Regions from separate parts of the Triticum aestivum genome. Here region 1 is linked to region 2. A link is a contact called in public Hi-C data. All regions are on one chromosome and are shown on one strand. The core of a region is the stretch at or near the end of the contact, and the rest is flanking DNA. Distances in the headings are between cores, read along the strand shown. Region 1 has its middle 93 kb from the start of LOC123044423. Region 2 holds the start of LOC123044422 (putative polyol transporter 1).

Region 1 (6,433 bases), core at 3,166-5,665, 210 kb after region 2:
TTGTTCTGGTTCTCTATTAAAAGGAGGCCTTAATATCCCTTAGTTTCCAATAAGGACCCCGCTGCCACGGGAGGGTAGGACAAAAGATGTCATGCAAGTTCTTTTAATAAAGCACATATGACTATTTACGGAATACATGCCTACATTATATCGATGAACTAGAGCTAGTGTCGTATCGCCCTAGGTTATAACTGTCACATGATCAATATCATCCAACAAGTCACCTATCCAATGCCTACCAATTTATTTATATTGATCTTGCTAAGTTACTACTGCTGCTGCCACTGTTACACTTGCTACAAAATATTGCTATCACTGTTACTGTTACCGTTGCAACTGCTACTACTATCAAAACTATCAAACTACTTTGCTACTAATCAGTTTGCTGCAGATAATTAATCTCCAGGTGAGGTTGAATTGACAACTCAACTGCTAATACCTTCAAATATTCTTTGGCTCCCCTTGTGTCGAATCTATAAATTTGGGTTGAATACTCTACCCTCGAAAACTGTTGTAATCCCCTATACTTGTGGGTTATCAAATAACTCGTGGATCTCCGTTCGACGGACTGCTATGTCACCCATGCATCTCGTATCAAGCCACTGTGGTGGAGGATGGGAAGGGCTGACGATGGGGAGCCAACTCTCCATTGAACTAAAGATTTAGTTTGTTTCTAGAGCTCACCAACCGTGGTGCTCAATGCGGAGCTACAATGCCTATAGAGGTCATCTTCTCTTGGGAGAGGGACCTTGTGTGATCTATGGCTGGTCTCCCTATGTTGTTGCCGCATATTCGGGGACCACTTGGAGCTTCGGCATCCGTCGACGCCCACTCTCTTTATTTCCTCGGTCTAGATGCCAAAAGGGTGACAGTGAAGGTTCAAATGTGTCTAGTAGCATGTGTAATTGTAGATCTAGGCTTCGGGCTCTGGTAGCATAGAAAAGAGAGCACATGTCTTCTATAGTGATTGGAACGCTTTGAAATATAACCCTAGAAAACTCATAGGAGTTTGATTCCTTGTGGGCTAGGTTCAACCACCCTCCTAGGCATCCCCTCACGTGTTGGTTCTATGTATTTTCTTAAATATGTCATTCCTTTTTAACACGTTTCGACCCCTGACTTCGGTGAATATTGTTGAGACATTTGTCGAAGCTAAGAACCTAGCAATTTCAAGGCATTCTTTAAATGTGGCTTCTAGTAAATTTTAATTTCAAGCCAGTTAACACATAAGTAATGCAATTTTAGCGCGACATATAAAAAAGTTTGTGATTGTGATGGAGGGAGTAGTATTCGGGTTCTCCAATTTTTGTTTTTCTTTTTCCTCTTTCGCTTGACACGCTTTCATGGTGCATGCATCATTGAAGCATACAAAAGAAATAGTGCCAACTCCTCGAGACCCTTTTTGAGTATATCTAATGAATGATTAGGGAATCATTGAAGTTGTGTGTAGACTAATTGTCCTTTGTGCCAGCACAATAGTCAACTTGATTTGTAGATTGCCAAATACACGTGGAAAGCGAGTATATTTGGTTTCAACTTCTTCTAGGCCAATCAACGACTGGCTTAGTTGGCTAATTTGTTTTTAAAATGGTGTGGCTAGGTCTGTCGACTGAAACTTAAGCAAGTCTTAGTCGAGTGACATAACATATAAGAACGAAAAAGGAAAATAGAAAAGAAGATTTTTCTTTTTTTGCAAATAACTGAAAAAAGATTTTACACGGATCTCAGTTTAAGATCTCATAAATATAGCAAAGAGTGAGACATAATGAAGTCTTAGTCGGCTGAGATTTAGCAAAACCGGATTTAAAAACCTTAACTGAGGATGCAGATTAGCATATATATACTCTTACATTTTACTAGTAGGTCCTCGCAAAAATATATATTTTACTAGTAGTTCCGGCGTCACGGAAGAACCTGTGGAGATATTCTGTCAGATTCGTCAAACTCTGCCGGTGCAAAACGAAGGAGCGACGGACGCATTAGCCGTCCTGGGCCGTGCACGTCGACCATGATCTCTCTACAATAACCATTTTAATTACGTGCCCGATTAATGTAAACGAACTGAGTTGGCGTGCATATTTTTTTGCGTGCAGATTTGTACTGCCGAATCTTGTGGAAGTCGGCAGGACGGTGCAAAATTTGCAGATTACCACGCAAAGTATGTACTCCCTCCGGTTCAAATTTATTGACGCAACTTTAATACAGTACAACTTTAGTATAAATTATAATTTTCTGCTTCATCAACGATAGTTACACGCCGGGAAGAAGTTTAAGCTTGTCGACGTGAAGTCGTGGCGTGACCAGGGAGGCTCCTCTGCCGAGTGGAAGCGATTGTAAATTTGCAATCACAATTCGTTTTGGACGTATCGCCTGATAAGAGCTTTTTTTAGCCCACAATAAGTGTACAAAATTGAGATATTTATTTTGATAGGAAGGAAGTACCACAGCTGGTCGAAAACATGCAGCGGATCAGATCGGACAGCAGTGTATGTACGCACCAGGCACGAATCAGCCAACCGAAACCAGCAAGCATCAGGCAGGCACAAATATATGCAGGAGCCGCCCATCCATGGCTAGAAGGTCGGCATCACGCGCGTAGACTTTATCCTCGTTGGCTCGCTAGGACCGTCCACCCGATTCCGTCGCGTGGCCGCGGTCGCTCCAGCAACCTCGCGGTGCAGACTGCACAGCTCAGCCCAACTCCATCGCGTGTTCGTTTTATCCGGATTCTGTCTGTTTGGATAGGGCAATGGGGTTGTGCCCGGACAGTTTCCGGGATGCAGCGGCCGTGCGCCCAACGCAAAGACGCATCCCGGCCGCATCTTGTCCGTGTGTACATTTCTTTGCAAGTCCTTAAATTTTTTTTATCATTCCTTTTTGATACATGACAATACATCATTACATTTTGATTAGTAAAGCAAGGCCAAAAAAAATAAAAACTACAAGAATACATTTGAGAAGATACCCAATTTCCATAACTGCTCCCTTAAATTGGGTTAGAGCCTTCTTGATGTACTCATTGTTGATCTGTGGAGGAGGCTCGACGTTGCACCCTCCTTTCTTCTTCAAGCCAGAAGTCGACGTTGCTTCCTCACACGTAGTATCGTGCCTTGTTGCTTCTTCGCACGTAGTATCGTGCCTAGCCTCTAATCTAGCAACAAGTGCACTTGTCTCATCTAAAGCCTCTAGGCTAGCTAAAAGTGCACGAATATGTACTACATTTCGCTCTATCAATATATCGATGTATTCTTCTTCCCAATACCAAAACTTGCAACCATTCTACACAATAAAACTTAAAGTTAGGACCACTAGTCTATTACGAGAGCACAAACTGAAGCTAAAAAGAGTACATACCCCATCGTTTAAGCACTTGATAAACACCCATCCAGGATGCTCTGACGTTGTAGACACGCGGCGCACGGTCACCCTTGTGCAGTGGTCGCACTTGATGAGGGGCAACGGTGCGCCGATGAGCTTTTGGGCAAGCACCGAGCCCGGCCGGCCGCCATTCGTGTATCTGCCGGCGGACCACCGACGGTGCAGATCCGAACGGCTAGAGGACGAGCCACTGCCTGCATGTGGCCTGGCGGCCCTGCCAGGGCCTTCCGGCGAGGTGCCCGGCCAGTCCATGGCGCGGCCCGGCCTCCCACAGCCGGGCGAGCTCAAGACCGACCGGATCCGCCCCAAATCCGGCCGGCGGTTGCGCAAACCAGGTGGCCGTGCTTGGGTAGCTCGGCGACGACGAGGGGAAGGGGCTGGGCGAGCGCGCGTCCGAATTGCACGGCTGCAATGGCAGCGGACGGCGGCGGCGGCGAGGGGAAGAGTGGGGAAGAGTGGAGAAGAGTGGAGTGGGATGCGGCCGAAAGGAGGGAGGGGGCCGGATAGAAAAAGGCCCGTCCTGTGCCACCGACGGGCTGGCCAGGGGAGGACACGCGGAGACGGCCGGCGCGTCCGCGTGGTATCCGTTTCACCCCAAAACGGCGCAAACTTGGACCGCGGATGGGTCAAAAGCGAACACAAAACGGACAAAAGTCCCTTTGCTCCCGCGAGCTGAGCCACCTCGTTTGTCCGTTTTATCTCAGACGGACGGCCCGGACAAGATGGGTCACGCGATGGAGTTGGCCTCAGGCCGCCTCGGAGTGAAGGCAATGGCCCGGGTCTCTCTCCATCCAGCGAGAGCCGCGCTCGGTGAGCCTCATTTCTCTTCCGGGATTTCAGAGACTTTGACCAGGCCGCACCACGCGCGACGACCCACCGCAAGAGGGCGGCAGGCCGCGGTCGCTGTCGCGGCGTCCATCTCTTTGACTACTCCGAATTATGGCGATCCGGTTGGGGATCTGTTCATGAGCTGGTCGTTCCTCGACCTCCTGCTGCCCATACCTCTGCCAGTTTAAGCGAGGTGCGAGTGGCCTGTGGTTCAGGTCTACCACCACCGCCTTGCTCTGACCGTTGGACTGCGTGTTCGACGAGGCTGCTGCCCTGCCACGAGTGGGCTCGACGTGGCGCCCCGTCGGTCAGGGGCCGGCCCACTTCAAGTCATGGGTATTCAGTTGAATACCCATTATTTTTGTCAAGGAACTAGGTATATATAGTGTATAATACGTTCATAGGTGAGAAAAAGAGAAAAACTAACAGAAAGGCTGATGGGTGCACGCGTTCAGCGCAAAAAGCCCAAAACACTAGTCTGTTTGCTCCCTCCCCACCGATGGCCCATTATCTTTGCTTCCTCCCAGCCCATACGAGAATTGTTAGTTGGCCTGATCGCTCGCACGAAAATAGAGAGCGATCCATCAGGACCGTCCCACGCACGCAGAGAACTGCCGCATCGCCTCCCAAAATTCCGATCTCGCAAGCAGGGGCGCACGGCGGCCGCGGCAGGCAGAGGCAGACCACGGACGGCCAACGGCGGCGTGGCCGCACAGTTCAGGCGCCCGGCCTGCTGCGTGCGATTGTCCGACTGAACGTCCTGCGTCGACATTGTCATTTTCTTCTGTCATTCTTCAGACATTCAGACTTCGGTACTTCTTCCGCAGTTCCACTGTCTAGCAACAGAAATCTTCAATTTTTCCTTATAAACAGTACGGATGTACAAGGGTTTTAATCTGGCTAATTGGCTTCTTATTTCGGTATAGGATTCTTAGACTGAATTCATAAGCAAGGACTGAATTCTTAGACTTGTTTGAGAGTTGAGACCTCATATTTCAGCACAATATAAGGTATTGCGATTTGAGACTTGTTTGACAAGATTCATAAGGATAAATTGTTACTGTAAATATGAGAGTCGTTTAGGGTTATTCAGTATAATACATTCATATTATTTGCAAATTGTGACATGATTTTGCAATTGACATTCATAAAATCACTCAAGTTTGAGAGTATTACTTGTAAAATAAGTACTCTCAAACTTGAGTGATTTTTATGAGTATATAATATATAGTTTAGAAGACTTGCCACATCAATGCGGCAATATGTCTACAGTTTAGAACATTCTTTATGAACAATTTTTAGTTCTATATGTTGACAATTTTTTACTTTATATAGTTTAGAACTAGTACAATATGTTCCTATAATCGGTTATATGCGCCAAAAGGAAGGATATAGGAGTCGAAAAAGAGTTTTTAAAATTTGAATACACAGCCTTCAATTCCTGGGCCCGCCCCTGCCGTCGGTACGATTATACACAAAGACAATACAACGCGCCGCACGTTTGCGGGTTGCGGCTAAGTGAATTTAATATGGTCGATGATTAGGATCACCACGATAAGTGAAGTTGTAAGTCCATGCATGGGCAGCTGGGCTGCCTGTCTGTGCGGTTCGTCACACCTCACCGTGACGACGAGTTTGTGTATCATGTGGAAAATTGCACGTATGAAAAAGACCCACTACGTTACGTACGGCGGCACTGCATGTCCGCATGATCTTTACAACACACATGAAAAGGTGCATTAACTTCATATGTATTGAGCCCGCAAAGAAAAAATCATATACTCCATATCGGTAGCTGCTTTTCACGTGCACAATAGTTTCCGTTTCTCTTTCGAGGCTGAAGTTTCTCCCTGACTAAGGCACGTTAGGATCTTCTTTAAAAAAAAAGGATGACCCCCGGCCTCTGCATCTGCAAGATGCATACGGCTACTTTATTGATTATTCTTGAGAACCTTACAAAATATTACAACAATATACCTGAAACCGCCATCTTGGCAACATATGCCACTACTCCTATTCATATGAAGAAGGGGTGCTACCTGGACCAAATACCCGGACTACTCACCTAAGCCTATCATCAAAAGCCAGAAGCCCCAACCGAGCCATATATCGGGTCTGAGACATAAACTGGTCTGACGCACTCACATGTGTCGTCGCCGCCATCTTCCACAGGTCCGTCTTCAGAGCAGATATTGAGGCTTCTACCTTGTCAGACCACTCCACCATC
Region 2 (7,180 bases), core at 813-3,312:
AGGAGGTGGCTATTCGCAACACATGCAAAACCTAGTGACAGCGCCAAAGTGATCAACCGAGTGAGTGTGCCGCACTACCACCATATATAGGCGTCCGTCGCAGGCTACTTGGGCCTCGCACGGACCCTAAAGGCCAAAATCTGTTCGGCCGGGATCCGAGTCCGAGTAGGATCACATCTGACTCATGGAGTCGGATCAGGCCTCACAGGTGCCTCCCTTAAGCGCGACCCCTTAGGTTCAAGTCGGCTTGGTCGTAGGTCGGATCACCTCCGATCTGCTCAACTGGTAGCGGTCTCTAGCAAAGCATGCTGACCACCAAGTAGACAATGAAGCCGGTTGGCGAACCTGTACTACACGTCACACTTCTGTTTCCTTTTCCACATGATATATGTTGTCGGGCTCAAGGCGAGTCTGTCATCGTTGTGCTAGCCCGGCCTCTTTCTCGTTCCAATGATGACGACCACAAACCGGATTATCTCATAATTCTTGTCTTATGACCATGCTTATCTTGGTCAGATCACACGAGGGGCCTAGAGTATATCTCTCCTAATTGGAGGGGCAAATCCCCTCTTGCTTGACCATGTCTCGCAGCATGGGTCTGGACAAGGCCGAAACCTACCTTTGTAATCACCCAATCATGGAGTAGCGTTTGGTAGGCCCAAAGCAAGTCTGTCACCATTCCGAGTACATGCGTCAGCTCAAGTCTTAGGACATAAAACATATGTTGTACTAGAGACTCACTGACGATACACATCGCTGCATCTCATAGTTTGGTATGTTCGACTCAGACCTCATCTCAACTCAGGATCCGACTATGTCGGATCCGACCAGATCCTTCCGAATCCATATTATCCGGTTAGCATTCAATGCTCCATGGTTAGTTAGACCAAGCCACCGACCGTGTCATATGCTATGTCTAGTCAGGTGCAACAAATCTGAACAGGACCTCCACTTCTTTTTCTTCATCTCTCTCGCAGGTTGTATGTTCTCTTACTCACACAAAAATGGCAGCGACCATCAGCAGGGATGGAGTGGGTAGGGTTTTCTCTTTGCTCCCTCACGAGGGAACACTTTGAACCGCTGAATGTAAAACAAATCAACGGTTTCACATGTGTTGGATTTGTGTGGGTTGATGTTGGACTGCCAAGGCCAACACACCTCCGACTTAGCCCGGCATTGTATGGATTTAACGTTGCAAGCATGAGATATCCAGATGCAGAGAAGCAAAGTTGAAATGTAATCAATCACTGTCCGTGTGTCCACGGGCATTTAAGGGTCCGGACTTACTGTCCATGGCTGTAGATACTCTTAGCTATTGCACACATGCTAGGACTGAGCGGGCTGCTAGCTACTGTGGTAGGACAATCCTGCCCGCAGCCTGAATCCAAAGTCAGCAGCCAGCAATTCAGCGTGCGTACCCAACCAGAAACGTAAGGTTTAAACGCGCGTGCGGCAGTAAGCATCAAAGTGATCCAGACAATCAAGGAAACAGCGACACCATTTTTAGCAGTCCAAGTTTCAACGTCGTGACAGGTTGAGTGGACATCCGGGTTGCTTGGCCATACCAGAGCGGACAAGAGGGCAGCGAAACGTATCCAAGCATCTTGCGGCGAGGTCGGAGATGACTGTACGTCTCGACGCGACCCCGGGTGATCATGCACCGCAGGGATGTAGCCAGCGCTTATGGGTCCACGGCACGTCATCAGTGACCAAGGTCCTGAATAGGACCCACATGATCAATTGATAATTCTTTGGGCCACGTTTTTCCTACTCCCTTCGTTTGGAATTACTTATCGCGAAAATGGGTGTATCTAGACGTGTTTTAGTTTTAGATATATCCATTTCCGAGACAAGTAATTCCGAACGGAGGAAGTATTAGTCTAAGATAAGATAGGCAGTCGGAAATCACTGGCAATTTGACAACGAAATCATGCAACATGTCTATGCTAGCTGCTAAATTTCTAATCTACTGCATATTAAAATAAGTGGGCAAGCGACCTCGTTGACCCATCACCCATGTCCATGGCGGGTGCACCCGTTTTTTTTTTTTGAAACGGCTATATGTACTGCGCAACACAGCACGGCAGTTCAGTCATCACTAGGCTGTCAGTCAGTCTGTTCATCGAACGATCAGTTCGTCCTAAGCAGATGAAAATGTCTCCGGAAAGAGGAGGAGCGGAGGGCAAGGAAGAAGGATCGAGGATGGCTTCTGCTGCGCTCCCGGAGGCGGAGGCAGTCCAGCCAAGGAACAAGGGCAATTTCAAGTACGCCTTCACCTGCGCCCTCTGCGCTTCCATGGCCACCATCGTCCTCGGATACGGTACGCACATGCTTTGTTTCCTTCCTGTATGTCGATAGAGTACGCATCTTCTTCTTCCTTGGGCCATGCATAATTCTGTTCCGACTGCCCAGACGTTGGGGTGATGAGCGGGGCGTCGCTGTACATCAAGAGGGACCTGCAGATCACGGACGTGCAGCTGGAGATCATGATGGGCATCCTCAGCGTGTACGCGCTCATCGGGTCCTTCCTCGGCGCGAGGACGTCCGACTGGGTCGGCCGCCGCGTCACCGTCGTGTTCGCGGCCGCCATCTTCACCACCGGCTCCTTGCTCATGGGCTTCGCGGTCAACTACGCCATGCTCATGGTCGGCCGCTTCGTCACCGGCATCGGCGTGGGCTACGCCATCATGGTCGCGCCCGTGTACACGGCCGAGGTGTCCCCGGCGTCGGCCCGCGGCTTCCTCACGTCTTTCACCGAGGTGTTCATCAATGTGGGCATCCTCCTTGGCTACGTCTCCAACTACGCCTTCGCGCGCCTCCCGCTCCACCTCAGCTGGCGCGTCATGCTCGGCATCGGCGCCGTCCCGTCCGCCCTGCTCGCGCTCATGGTGTTCGGCATGCCGGAGTCGCCCCGCTGGCTCGTCATGAAAGGACGCCTCGCGGATGCCAGGGCCGTGCTGGCCAAGACCTCCGACACGCCAGAGGAGGCCGTGGAGCGCCTTGACCAGATCAAGGCTGCCGCTGGCATCCCGAGGGACCTTGACGGCGACGTGGTCGTCATGCCTAAGACAAAAGGCGGCCAGGAGAAGCAGGTGTGGAAGGAGCTCATCTTTTCGCCGAGCCCAGCCATGCGGCGCATACTGCTCGCGGCGCTCGGCATCCATTTCTTCCAGCAGGCGACGGGCTCCGACTCGGTCGTGCTCTACAGCCCACGCGTGTTCCAGAGCGCGGGCATCACCGGCGACAACCACCTGCTCGGCGCCACATGCGCCATGGGGGTCATGAAGACGCTCTTCATCCTGGTGGCCACGTTCCAGCTCGACCGCGTCGGCCGGCGGCCGCTGCTGCTGACCAGCACGGCCGGCATGCTCGCCTGTCTCATCGGCCTCGGGACAGGCCTCACCGTCGTGGGTCGGCACCCGGACGCCAAGATCCCCTGGGCCATCGGCCTGTGCATCGTGTCCATCTTGGCATACGTGTCCTTCTTCTCCATCGGCCTCGGCCCCCTCACGAGCGTGTACACCTCGGAGGTCTTCCCGCTGCGGGTGCGCGCGCTGGGCTTCGCGCTGGGCGCGTCATGCAACCGCGTGACCAGCGCCGCGGTTTCCATGTCCTTCCTGTCCCTGTCCAAGGCCATCACCATCGGCGGCAGCTTCTTCCTGTACGCTGGCATCGCGGCGCTTGGATGGGTTTTCTTCTTTACCTTCATTCCGGAGACGCGTGGCCTGCCGCTGGAGGAGATAGGGAAGCTTTTCGGCATGACGGACACGCCCGTCGAAGCCGAAGACACCGCCACGAAAGACAAGGCGAAAGTAGTGGAGATGAACTAGTGAGCCAGGCGTCAACCAACTTTGCCGATGTACCATAGAGATGTAACTGATGAACGTGGTAATATACGCTATCACGGACTCGTGCTGCTCATTGATGGATTTTTTCTTTTACGAGATTGCTCATTGATGGATTGTTTGGATAAAATTTCAAGAGAATTGTTTCAAGTTTGGATCAATCCGGTAAAACGTTGACATTACATCTCTTGGCCCGTTGGTGCTGGTCAGTGTATCATTGACATCCCATTAGCACTTCTTTTTAGGGGTAACATCCCATTAGCACTTGAATTGCATGATGGATAGCTTTATGGGCGACGCTAGGCGCCGGTGCGCCGGCCCAAACGGTTCGGCCGGTCCAGCCCCAACCGTACGATCCAGCGAGGAGCCGTTCCGATCTATGCGTTGACTTCCCCTGCTCTTCTTCCTCTCCGCATGAAGCGCGGGCGCTGCTCACCTGCACGTCCTCCTGGCCCGCCAGCAACCACCTCACCTGCGCCCCCTCTCTCCGCCGCTCTCCGCGCTGCTGGATGCTGCACTCGCCGCCGGTCGCCGCCGTCTTGTCTCATGTATCTCGCCGGATCCACGCATGTAGCAAAAAGTTCGCCGGTGGGTTGCAGCTCCCCCTCGCTGGTGATGGTCACGGCTTCGGCAACACCAGTCGCCGGTTGCAGCTTCGCTAGATGCAGCTCTTGTTGCCGTCGGTTCCAGCCCGACGTCAGCCAGGTAGCAGGCGCTGCATCTTGAAAAAGAATGGATGTAGCAAAAGTCGTTGCCGGATGTAGCAAAAACCTACCACACTTGCAGCAAAAAGCCGTCGTTCACCGTCGCGGGTTGCAGCTCGGTCGTGCTGGATGTAGCAAAACGTGATGCCGGTTGTAGCAAAAAGCGACGCTAGTTGTAGCAAAACTGCGACGCTGGCTGTGTGTTGTAGCAAAATGTGACGTGGTTGTAGCAAAATGCTATGACGGTTGTAGCAAAATGTTATGCCGGTTGAAGCATGTAGCAAAAAACCGCGACGTTAGATTTGCTAGGACCAGCGCCGCCCGTCCTCGTCGTTCAGCGTGTGCCCGTGGTTGCAGGCTTGCAGCTCTAGTTGCTGCGCCTGACAGTTCCCACAGCTTCGCCGGCGGCGACTCGGAGCCGTAGTTGGGCGGAGGCCATGGCTGAGATCCGAAAGTTGCAGAAGGCCATGGCCGTGGGGAGCTAGCAGGGATACGAATTGGGGAGAAAGAAGGGAGAGGGGCTCGCCGGCCATGAAGGAGAGGCGGCATTGGGCGCCGTCGCAGGCGAGCACTCGCCGCCGACGAGAGAGTTTCTGGAGGATGCGACCAACGTGGGGCGTGTGTGGAGGAGCAGAGTCGTGATGGGCTGGAGGTAGAAGAAAAGGAGGAAAAGTCGTGCGGGACCCACCATATACATGTGTCTCGTGCGGGGTGGTTGTTTCCGTATCGCATGAGCCAGCGTGGCGTACGAGACCGGTGGAAAGTTCGACCGTTGCGCCGGCTCGAAACGTTTCCCTAGCTTTATCTGGTGGCATTTGGCATCTGTTGGGTTAAATCGTCCTATCAACCTATATCTATATATGTATCTGTATCTATATCTATATCTATATCTATATCTATATCTATATCTATATCTATATCTACTAATAAAGAATGGAGTGTTTTCTTCAGTTCACCGTCACACCATTTTATAAAAAACCCTTCTGTTTTCTGTAAATTAACCTGCAGTACACGTTGAAGTCATAGTCGAACCTTTTTTTTACATTTTTCTCGGTCAAAATTACTTTTTCTGGACCGCAAAGATATGCCAACATAAAATGTTGCATGTTTTTGGGACATATTTTTCATGATGCTTTATAGTTTATACAAAGTCAAAACTCAATGATGGCAGTTGATTATCACCATCCATCATCCATCACCGCTCAGGATGGGAACGGGCCGACCTGACCCTTGCCTTGGAACAGGCCCTCATGGCCTCAAGGCCAATTTATGAGGCCACGTGTTGACCCATTTCTAAAATGCCCATGGCTTTGCTGGCCCAATGGATATCTCGGGTCGGCCCAAATACTAGTTGTTATCTAGTATTACAGGTAATCAAATATGTTAGGAAATTAATACTCTAGATGCATGCCGAATAGCGGTCGATATGTGGAGTAATAGTAGTAGATGCAGAATTGTTTCGGTCTACTTGACACGGATGTGATGCCTATGTTCATAATCATTGTCTTAGATGTCTTCATAATTATGCGCTTTTCTATCAATTGCTCGGCAATAATTTGTTCACCCACCGTAATACATGCTATCTCGAGAGAAGCCACTAGTGAAATTTATGGTCTCGGGTCTTTTTTTATTATATTGCATCTCTTTTCCATTACATCGCATCTCTTTAAATCTCATTTACTATTTTGCAATCTTTACTTTCCAATCTATACAACAAAAATACCAAAAATATTTACTTTATTATCTTTATTACACCTCACTTTTGCGAGTGACCGTGAAGGGATTGACAACCCCTTTATCGCGTTGGTTGCAAGGTTCTTGATTGTTTGTGCAGGTACTAGGTGACTTGTGCGTCGTCTCCTACTGGATTGATACATTGGTTCTCAAAACTGAGGGAAATACTTACGCTATTTTGCTGCATCACCCTTTCCTATTCAAGGGAAAAAACCAATGCAAACTCAAGAGGTAGCAAGAAGGATTTCTGGCGCCGCTGCCGGGGAGATTTTCGCCAAGTCAAGATAAGATTTGATCTCCCATCAACTTGCCGATTTTTGGCGCTGTTGCCGGGGAGATCTACGTCAAGTCCTGCCATACCAAGTACCCATCATAAACTCTTCTCCTCGCATTACATTATTTGCCATTCACCTCTCGTTTTCCTCTCCCTCACTTCTAAAACGATTTTCGAAAACCTTTGCCTTTTCTTCGCCCTTCTTCCGTTCAGTAATATTGAAAGTGGGTTTGGAAGAGTGTCAAATTTAGATCCCACATATTTTGAGAATGTTCAATCTTATGAAATTTTTGATAAAAGTGGGTTTGGAGAGGTCATGACTTTAGTTAATGTTAATCCCACTATTTTGGAAGAGTGTCAACTTCGCATGCATGTGGATCGTGTTGAGAATATGTTTTGTAATTGCTATTTTGTTGAATTTGCTTATGATCCCACATGTAATTATTATGAGAGAGGAAAATATGGTTGTAGAAATTTTCATGTTACTAAATTACCTCTCGTTATGTTAAGATTGCTATTGTTTCTTTCCGCTTTCTTGCATATGCTAGTTTTTGCTTGCTATGATAATTTGTTTGCCTATAAAATGCCTATGCATAGGAAGTATGTTAGACTTATATGTGCTT

Evidence for each region. Hi-C and Micro-C count contacts between places; a contact is called where the count stands out from the background.
Region 1: a Hi-C map of leaf shows a contact between it and region 2, with 10 times the contacts expected there. The contact joins the enhancer-like site here to the promoter of LOC123044422 in region 2. A contact is called at or near these places in 5 of 5 Hi-C or Micro-C datasets (leaf, root and an unstated tissue) and 1 of 1 datasets of contacts at active chromatin or transcription factors (leaf).

Annotation. Positions count from the first base shown.
Region 1 is chr2B:215,755,341-215,761,773 of IWGSC CS RefSeq v2.1, forward strand. No RefSeq gene overlaps it. Among protein-coding and RNA genes, the nearest start is that of LOC123044423, 93 kb to the left of the region's middle. Within about 2 kb of position 4,416, at least 2 of the 8 cell types and tissues checked have an H3K27ac peak or open chromatin away from gene starts, as enhancers often do. A contact at or near this core is called in leaf and root, where this site is marked.
Region 2 is chr2B:215,545,513-215,552,692 of IWGSC CS RefSeq v2.1, forward strand. It overlaps LOC123044422 (putative polyol transporter 1), which reads left to right and starts at 2,063. Exons shown (of 2, transcript XM_044467158.1): 1 at 2,063-2,320; 2 at 2,413-3,921. The coding sequence starts at 2,149. The coding sequence ends at 3,830.